Linked DNA regions of Mus musculus: all the other regions are linked to region 1. The links are chromatin contacts, called in public Hi-C and Micro-C maps. All regions are on one chromosome and are shown on one strand. Each heading gives the region's core, a stretch centred on a gene start, on an enhancer-like site or on the middle of the called end of the contact. The rest is flanking DNA. Distances are from core to core; before and after follow the strand shown.

The links. A called contact is a pair of places that touch in the nucleus more often than the background predicts.
Region 2: a Micro-C map of the HL-1 cell line shows a contact between it and region 1, with 3 times the contacts expected there. The contact joins two enhancer-like sites. A contact is called at or near these places in 10 of 484 Hi-C or Micro-C datasets (B cells, ECoMG-derived neutrophils, the HL-1 cell line and 5 more).
Region 3: a Hi-C map of liver shows a contact between it and region 1, with 4 times the contacts expected there. The contact joins two enhancer-like sites. A contact is called at or near these places in 2 of 484 Hi-C or Micro-C datasets (embryonic stem cells and liver) and 1 of 115 datasets of contacts at active chromatin or transcription factors (microglia).

Annotation. Positions count from the first base shown.
Region 1 is chr10:68,445,525-68,448,589 of GRCm38.p6, reverse strand. The region is part of intron 5 of Cabcoco1 (ciliary associated calcium binding coiled-coil 1); the gene reads left to right. Among named protein-coding and RNA genes, the nearest start is that of Gm40683, 60 kb to the right of the region's middle. Within about 2 kb of position 1,764, at least 135 of the 459 cell types and tissues checked have an H3K27ac peak or open chromatin away from gene starts, as enhancers often do. A contact at or near this core is called in the HL-1 cell line and liver, where this site is marked.
Region 2 is chr10:68,155,041-68,158,114 of GRCm38.p6, reverse strand. The region is part of intron 4 of Arid5b (AT rich interactive domain 5B (MRF1-like)); the gene reads left to right. It overlaps Gm51770 (a long non-coding RNA gene), which reads right to left. Exons shown (of 3, transcript XR_003948901.1): 1 at 1,982-3,074. Among named protein-coding and RNA genes, the nearest start is that of Gm51770, 5.5 kb to the right of the region's middle. Within about 2 kb of position 1,709, at least 72 of the 459 cell types and tissues checked have an H3K27ac peak or open chromatin away from gene starts, as enhancers often do. A contact at or near this core is called in the HL-1 cell line, where this site is marked.
Region 3 is chr10:68,059,395-68,062,452 of GRCm38.p6, reverse strand. No RefSeq gene overlaps it. Among named protein-coding and RNA genes, the nearest start is that of Rtkn2, 81 kb to the right of the region's middle. Within about 2 kb of position 1,657, at least 29 of the 459 cell types and tissues checked have an H3K27ac peak or open chromatin away from gene starts, as enhancers often do. A contact at or near this core is called in liver, where this site is marked.

The DNA.
Region 1 (3,065 bases), core at 515-3,014:
AGGCCACCCTGAAGTATTTTAAAGGAACGCACAGCCTCATGGCTACCCCTGACCCTAGAGATGTCTGACAGAAGCAAGGCATGCTCCCATGCCTTCAGGTTACCTTCACAGACCAAGACACCTTGGCTCACACACAGCTACAACTCAAGGTCCTTGTGACAACTACTGCTCGAGAGAAAGAAAACTTCAGTGTAGTGAAGGAATGGGTCCAGAAGACCGGATGGAATCATGGAGGTAGGACGCAGGCGAGAGGCATTGCTCAGGAGGTGCAGTCTGGGAAGATGGAGGGGGAAACACCACATCCCATCAGCTGCTTTCTTTCCTTCCTTTTCTGTTTATTCCTTTCATCCTTTTTTAACCTTCTCTTGGTGAGTACCTCGATGGGAGATGTGTAAGTACATACGTAATTACGTACGTACGTACGTACGTACGTGCGTGCGTGCGTGCGTGCAGTTGGGAGGTGTGTATGAAGAGATCTTCTTACCATGGAGCACACATGCAGGCCAGAGGACAACTCTGGAGTTAGTTTTCTCTGTCCCCACCTTTCACGGGGTCTGGGACTTAAATTCAGGCTGCCAGCTTTTCATGACAAACACCATTATCTTCTGAGCAACCTCAAGGCCCCTCCATCCTTTTTTAACCATCCTCTCTCTAAAAAATATCTACTGAGCACCCGCAGTGTGTTTAGTCACTTTGCACTTTGTAAAACAAGTTAGAAAACGTTGGCAATTCTTACAACTGGAGCCTGAGGTCTGTGAAGGCAAGAACTTGGGCTTCAAAGATGCAAACGAGCAGGGTCAAGAAAGGCAAAGGTATGTGGACACTTTCCCCCTTCTTAGAATTGGGATCAAAACACCCATGGAAGGAGTTACAGAGACAACGTTTGGTGCTGAGATGAAAGGATGGATCATCTAGAGACTGCCATATCCGGGGATCCATCCCAAAATCAGCTTCCAAACGCTGACACCATTGCATACACTAGCAAGATTTTGCCTAACGGACCCAGATAGAGCTGTCTCTTGTGAGACTATGCCAGGGCCTAGCAAACACAGAAGTGGATGCTTACAGTCAGCTATTGGATGGATCACAGGGCCCCCAATGGAGGAGCTAGAGAAAGTACCCAAGGAGCTAAAGGGATCTGCAATCCTATAGGTGGAACAACAATATGAACAAACCAGTACCACCACCCCCCCCCCCCGCCCTGAGCTCGTGTCTCTAGCTACATATGAATCAGAAGATGGCCTAGTCGGCCATCAGTGGAAAGAGAGGCCCATTGGTCGTGCAAACTTTATATGCCTCAGTACAGTGGAACGACAGGGCCAAGAAGTGGGAGTGGATGGGTGGGGGAGTGGGTGGGGGAGTGTGTGGGGGACTTTGGGGATAGCATTGGAAATGTAAATGAAATAAATACCCAATTAAAAAAAAACATTAGAAAAAAAAAAAAAGAAAAGAAAGGCAAAGAGCCAAAGTAAGGCAGATGTATAAACATTGTGGAGCTGTTCCCGAAGAGCTTCCTGGATGATTGAGCGTTAGGCCTGGGCAGAGGGAATAATTACTCTACTTTGTGTCCTGTAGAAGTGAAGCCACTGATATCAGTAAGGTAAAGAAGCTGGAAAACGGGGGAGGCTTGAAAAGACAATAACATAGGGTAAGTGGGCAAGCCCAGGCCTGCCCAGTAAAACTCCAGAACACACAGGCTGTACAGCTGAGATATGCTATATCACTACAGGAAAACACTGGGTCTGGGCAGCTTCTGACGACTTGTGTAAACAGAGCAAAGGCCGTTTGAAATTCAGCAACATGGAATGTGTCTTCTGTAACTGGACCAGAGATGACCTAAAGCAGTTCAGAAGGACTTCACAAAGAAACTGCTCTCACTCTCGATAGAAGCAGGAGGAGTCTGTCCAGGATTTCAATATACATCAGGCTGGGTTGGAGTAGGGTAAAGGGAGCCTGGATATCTAGAACATTCCAGCTTAGAATCTAGATATCACCAAAATACTTCCGAGCTGTGTTTAAGAGTAAACGGGCAGAGTCTGCTAAATATAGGCAAAAAGTTTTCTTAGAGAACTCGGTGTGTAAAGAGGAAGGACCCAGACTCCTCCAAAGTGAGTCTGCCTTTACTGTAACAACATCCAGAAAGTGACCTGCAGCGCCGCCTCTGACACAGGAAGCCCCTTTTCCCTGTCAGCCTGAAGACTGCCCCTAATAATACAATTTAGGACTCAACTAGGAGATATTAAAACAGGTAGCAGGGGGACCAAGCAGAGCTAACCAGAGAGGGAAATATTTATACCTATGATAACATGTTTCCTAGTAATAATTTATGAGCCTACTGGAGACGAGAGAAGCACACAAACGAGGAGTAAGACAAAAAAGAAAGCAAGAGATCTGAAATGTAAACATCATGCCTTTGGCAAACTCTCTTCAGTTAAAAAGGACAGGACGGCTGGGGTTGACTAAAGCAAATGGCTACATTTCCCTGGTCTCTTGCTTCCTCCATGCTAAGGGTTACGGGCTGATTTACAACTTCCTGTGTTGTTTTTCAAATCTATATTTGTCAGCACATTTTTTTAATGTCAGATTACTTAAAATAGATACGCCGGGTCTTCAAAGTCAGGGACAATGACAGCATTGACTTCTCTCAAAGTTTCGTAGCACTTTATAAACATCCTAACCGTTTAGCCTCCTGAACGCTAGATTTCTAGATGAAACTCATTTTACTAAACTTTTAAGAAGGCTTCCCACCCCCTTTCCCAATTTTCTTGATGACTGTGGAGTTCAACCAGAACTCTTTGAAGTTAAAATGAGCCAAATAAACTCTGCCTCAGCCTCATCTTACACAGGGACTTTACGCTGTCAAAACAACAGAAAGTATCCCTGGTCACCCCCCCCCCCCGCTGCTCCCCTCCCCGCCCCCGCCAAAAGAATAAAACCAAAAAGATTTAGTGTCTTCCATTGTAGTTCTGCTTCCATCCGTCATGGTGTGTTGTCTCCAGTAATTTCTGCAAACCACAGGTAGGTAGTTGTTCAGGGAAAGAGAGAATATTATTCTCCACAAGATA
Region 2 (3,074 bases), core at 460-2,959, 290 kb after region 1:
ACGTCCCTCGACTTTACATCACGTGATTCATTCCCGCTGTGCCTTTTCCTCCCCAATCTGATGGTAAAGGGACCACTTGTCATCCTAGCTGAATTCAGTGGCACTGTCCTGGACAGATTCACATGGCTATCTTTAAAAGGGGCTTGAAATGGGGTAGATTTGGGGTCATTTTTCTAATGGCTCTTTAGGGAAAGGGGATCCAGATTTGTCTGCCTGCCTTGATTCATTTTCGGTTTCTCCACGAGCCTGGTCATTAGGACTGTTCAAGCCCATTGGTGTCTGCTGCCTAAAATGAGCTAGGTGACCTGCATCGCCATGTCTCCTGCAAGAGCAGCCGGATATTACAACAGAGGAGTAATTAAAAGAACATACCAAAGACAGATGTCTCTCATGCATGCCACTACATGCTACGAAACGGAGGAGCCACACCACAGCTCCCGTATTTACACAAAGCCCTGAAGTTGTCTGTGTCTAAGGAAACAAGCCAACTCATGCAGGCTGACCCCCAGGGGCCATCAGAGCTAAAGTCCATGGGAAGCTTATTTGCATTTAAATGGCAAATTGGAAACATTTTTCGAAGATAGTTGATGAACATATTCCAAAATGGCTTTCATTAAATAGGAGCCCAAGATGTGAATTTGCATAGATGGTGCTGGCCTTGTAAATTCTCCCGTGCTCCTTGGGAAAAAAACAGCTGAGAAGCAACAAGTTGGCTGCCTAATAAGGCCCCTAACGGACTTCCTTCTCAGGACTTTAGAGAGGTATAGACGCTAGCTGGCTCATTTACCTCTTGCTGCGTCTTTCCTCCATCCCCCAACTGAGCCTATGGACCACCTGGCCAGGCAGAACACCAAAGAGAGTGGCCCAAGGCTTTCCTCTCCCTCACGAATTGAGCATATGACTTGTGAGTCAATACAGGTGACAAGGTCAGTTTGTCTGTCCACTCACACATAATCCAATTGAGATTTATGGGTTATCAGCTATGTCCTTGTGTGGAATCCTACATAAGGAAATGAACCAGCGGGCCGTAGTACAATAAAGAACACAACCCCGTGCTACTTCCAGGAGCTCGCATTCCAGGGTGGGGACTTGCAAATTACAGTGCGAACTGTGAATAAATACCATCCCGGAGCAAAGTGAATCCTTCCTGTCAGCTTCGGCAGACAGAGAAGATAGTTTTAACTTTTGTTTTTTATTTTCCCCTTGCATATTTTACTGGAACTCACGTAACAGGGCCTGGCACATTTTACCCAGTGACTAATATATTAATCCCACTCTCCTCTTAGCCGTGTGGGAATGTCAGTTGAGTCAGGGTTTAAAAATGGGACTTGGGGAGATTTGCTCTAGATCTGTTGACTAATATCAATTAAACCCCAGAACATCACACACAAATTGAAGATGTCTTTTTCACTCTTCTTAAAGACCCAAAGATGCACCTAGCTAATAACCTGTTCCACATCCTTAATAAAGACCAGGCTAATTAAAAATTGTTTGCCGCCTGAAAATGAATAAATGAAGAACCATATATTAAAATCAGCAACTTCCTTTGGCAGAAGACGCTGAATGTGGGCTAGGGGGAATGAAAGAAATAATTGTGAGCTTTTTATCATCTATGATGACGCATACAAATGAGGGGTTGTGTCACCCTGACAAGGCACAGGGGGAAGGAGACTCTTGGCAGAATTGGCAGCCAGGGTTAGTATCTGCAGTACAGAAGCAAAAAGGATCAGAGTCAGTGTGTTATGTTTTAAATCTGAAATGCCGCCTCCCACCCCCCAGCCCCAGAGATTCATGCTTGGATTAATTGTTCCCACATGGTGGCGCTATTCTTCAAGTGTCATGGAGCCCTTGGGAGATGGAACCTAGCGAGCAAAAATTGGTCACTGGGGGTGGGTCTCTGAAGGTCTTGCTCTCCGCTCTGCTTGCTGACCTGTCCTAATGTAAAAATTTCTATCATATAGCCCAGTCCCCATGAACTAACCTGCTCCCACAGTGATGATGGGATTCCAGTCCTTCTGAAACTGGGAACCAGAAGAAGCCTTTCCTACCTGAGTAGCCAGGACGCTGAGTTTCTTCTTCTTTCTGTCCCCCACTTTTCTAGGCTGTACACCAAGCTACATCTTGCTCCATCCCTTATCTGTCATCTTGAGTCTCCCTTCTGTAGGCCTGTGATATGAGGCTCCTCACTAGCTGATGTGTTTATCTTGCAGTAAGAGGACAGAGGTGCCTCCCTTGGGTTCTGTAGAGCCTGGAAAGTTGGGACCTCTGTTTAGATCTTAATGTATGTTGTCCTCCATCAGGCTAGAACCTGTACATGCATGCTTCCTAAAAAAGAAACTCACTCATCTGACCCACCAGACTGGTGGTGACTTCTTTCTTCCTGCAGACTTTAATTGGAGCATCGCTCTTCCTAGATCTCTTCCCCTATGACTCCATGAGGTCAGTGTCTCTGTGACACTCCAAGAACCCTTACTGGTCCCTTTATACAACTCTCACAATCTCACTAGAGATATATTGGGATGCTTGATATCCTTTGCGTGTAGCTCACTGATCCAAGCTAGCAGTGAATAAACTGAGCTTAATCTATCTTAAATTCACAGAGGAACTGTATAGGAAGTATACGCCAGTTGCCCTTGCGGTCTGCTTTAAATAAGGCCCCGCTTGCTTGCATATCAAGCCAGGCTGCTGTGTAGAGTGAAGAAGCACAGAGCGAGAGCTGAAGAAGACGCATACATACCTTTAATCCCAGCTTTTGTGAGGTAGAGGCAGGAGGATCACTTCAAGTTTGAGGCACGTTCCAGGCTGGCTAGGGACCTAGCAAAACCTTGTCTCAAAGCCAGAAAAGAATAAAGAGGAAGATGGCAGAGCCAAGGCAGTAACTGACGACTGCTTGTGGGTCTGAGGTGGGTTCACTGACCGTTGCCTCTTGCTCCTAGTGTCTGTGTCTCGGGTTCCTCCTCTTTAGCATTATTAACCATAGCAATTGGCAATACCCAGCTACCGAGTATACTACAAGAGGACTTAGATGGCGAAGTGCCTAACATCCGACACCTACAGAGGATTACAACGCCTCC
Region 3 (3,058 bases), core at 408-2,907, 390 kb after region 1:
TGTTTGAAGTTATTTTGCTGGAAGCCATTGGCCACAATATAGGTCAAGTCCACCATCACAAAAATGGCCGCTGCCACCTACCTCCTCACTTAACGTATTTGACCCAACTCAACAGTGCCTAAGCCAAGGAACCAATACAGGGGTCCGTCCTTTTCAGGGCTCCTACCTTTTTGCTAAACACCATGACCAAAGCTTGTTCCTCATGGCTTGCTCACTTTGCTTTCTTATACATCCCAGGAGAAGTGGGCTGAGCCCATTCTCGTCAAACATCAACCAAAAAAGGTACCCAAAGGCTTGTCTACATGCAATCTGATGGGGACAGAGACATTTTCTGAGCTGAGTTCTCTCTTCTCAGATGACTCTAGCTTGTGTCAAGTTGACAAAAAGCAAGCAAGCAAACAAACACCTAACCAGCATAGTTCAGCATCCTTGGTTGTTTGTGTTGTGAGGCAGGGTCTCACCCTTTCACCCAGAGTGACCTAAAAACTCACAGTGTAGCCCAGGCTGGCCCCAGATTCAGCAACTTCCTCTGAAGACCCCAAAATGTCCCATGTTCTTCTAAATACTCCTGAAATGACGTCTTGGGTCTGCATGCTCCCTGTTCCCTTTCTGCATTCATTCATTCATTCATTCATTCATTCATTTATTCATTCCTCTTAAGACAATTTTGTGGTTTGTTTTTAAATGAGCTAGGAACTATTTTCAGTTTAGAAAAACTAGCCAGAGAATCAATCTTGACTCAGTTGCTAGGATACTACGTCTTTGGAGCAGAAGTAAAGAATCAATTTCCCTGCGCCTTAAAGAACATGTATTTAAGTAAATTACTTCCCTAGAAATATTGATTCATTTCAAAAAAGCATTAAATAATACGGAAACAAGAGGATTTTTTTTCTGTGAAAGCTAAATCTCCACATTGAAGCGGATGTACACTTAAATAAAATATATTCACAAGGATAATCCCGACCTCGCTCTAGAGAGAACATAAACATTAATGAAGTGACAGAACTAGTCACGTAGGGGGAGTGCTTGCAGGCCGCTGCATAAATAATGACCACCAAATTGCCTGAGTGGTTTTATGTGTGAAATGGCTTTGTGAATTTTCCAAAGAACTCAGTCCTAGGATTACGAGGTGCAAGGCTGAATTTGTTCTAACAAATGAAGTATTCTTAAGACATATTCTAATGGAGACATCACGACTAAACACACATTATCTTCCAAACTGTGCTTTAAAAATGTTTCAGCTTCTTAGTGGGCTCCGTGTACTGGGAAGAGCGGCGAAGGCCGGCAACTGGCCTCTCAGGCACCCTCGGACATCACCAAGTCCTGCTCCAGGGAGTCAAGCCAGCCAGCCTGCAGAATGTTTCAGCAGGAACTTTTGGCTGCTTTAAGCGCCTAGAACAAATGTTTGTTTGCTCCAGTACGGGGAATCAAATGCCTTTGTGTGAAAACATTTGCTCGAGAAGCAAATGTTTGTTTTCATAATCGACATTTGGACTGTTGGAACATTACCACTTCAGATATTGGTTGGAGAAATATACATTTAATACGAGAAACCAGACTAGGATCGGACACCAGTTGGGACACAGATGAAGGCGGCAAGAGAATGAGGTAGAAACTGGACCCTGTCAGGACTAAGGAGGAAAGCTGGGCCTTGCTTTCCGTGTTTCTGCTTGTTTCCCAGCAACGATATAAACGAAGAATGATTTATTTCTGTCTAGAAGCATATGACTTATAAATTATCAAGGACAGAAGCAAGAGTGTATTTATCTAGTATTAATATTTAAATGCCATTTTCCTATTGAATGTACCTCGTGCTCTGTATTAATCTGTTACATCAGATTTAGTACAGATTCATGTTGCCTAAATGGAGGATTTTTTTTTTCTCTAGGCTCACGTTTGATTATCTGTGCTTGGTAGTGGGAGGACAGATACTCCCCAAACAGCAGGAGATGCAGAAATAAGCCCTGGCTTTTGAGTGCATTAAATTTTTTAGCAGCAGAGAGAAACTAATTACATTTTAAGGGAGAGAGATATTTGCAAGCGTGACAAGAGTCATTTATATATTAAATATATTATATTTGGCCACAGTTAATCCATAAATAGAAAGCACAATTACACTGAGTTTGAGGATGAAGACAAGAACAAAACATCTTTTAAATTAAAACAGTCTTTTTTCCACGTACAGTTTGAATATTTTTAGTTTGATAAAAAACCATGAGTACATGCAAATGTATTGGCTTTTATGGTGTCAGACTGGAGTTTTTCGTTGATATGAAAAGAAATTGTACCATCCAGGTTCATCAGAACATTTATGAGCTGAAATGTGGAATCAGATTACTATATACTTTAAAATACAATAAAATTATAGTTCAAATTTCTTTGCTGCTAGCCTTAGGCCTATTTGATCTTCAGCTGATGTGTATATTATATTATGTGCTGCAATAGAAAAGCAAGCCAGTGTCGGTTTAGAAATGCCAAATGGAAGAATTATTCATTAGAACTTCAAGGAACAGACTTTGTATCTAAAAATCCACCCATTACTAACTGTTTCCATTTGTAAATTTCATGAGCAAGATAAGTGATATAATGCATGTATATTTGAAGTGCTGTGAGCTTCCAGAACTCAATAACTCAAAGTATTACAGTAAATTCCCATTTCTCCTGAATCCAAACTACCAGGGAGCAGAAATAATGAGAAATTTTTTTTTTTTTGGTGCGATTTATAAAATGGTAATGTCCCTGGAGGATTACAAGATCCTAAATTCTTTTGAACAGTCACAGAAAGATTAAATTTTGTTCAGCATAATTTTGTGGTAGGAATGTTTGATAGTATTGTAATTCTTTGAAGATAGTAATTAATCTGTGTGTAGCCCATGGTGATTCTTCTTGTTCAGCCTCAATGTAGATACAGCATCTTGCATTTTCCGGAAACATGGGTTTTATATTTCTAGTTTAATACAACCCTAAAGTGTAGAGCACAGAATAAACCTTACTTACTGCGTTTGATAATGGGCTGTATGGACCCCACTTCAGTGGCAACTGATGACTCCGAATGGTT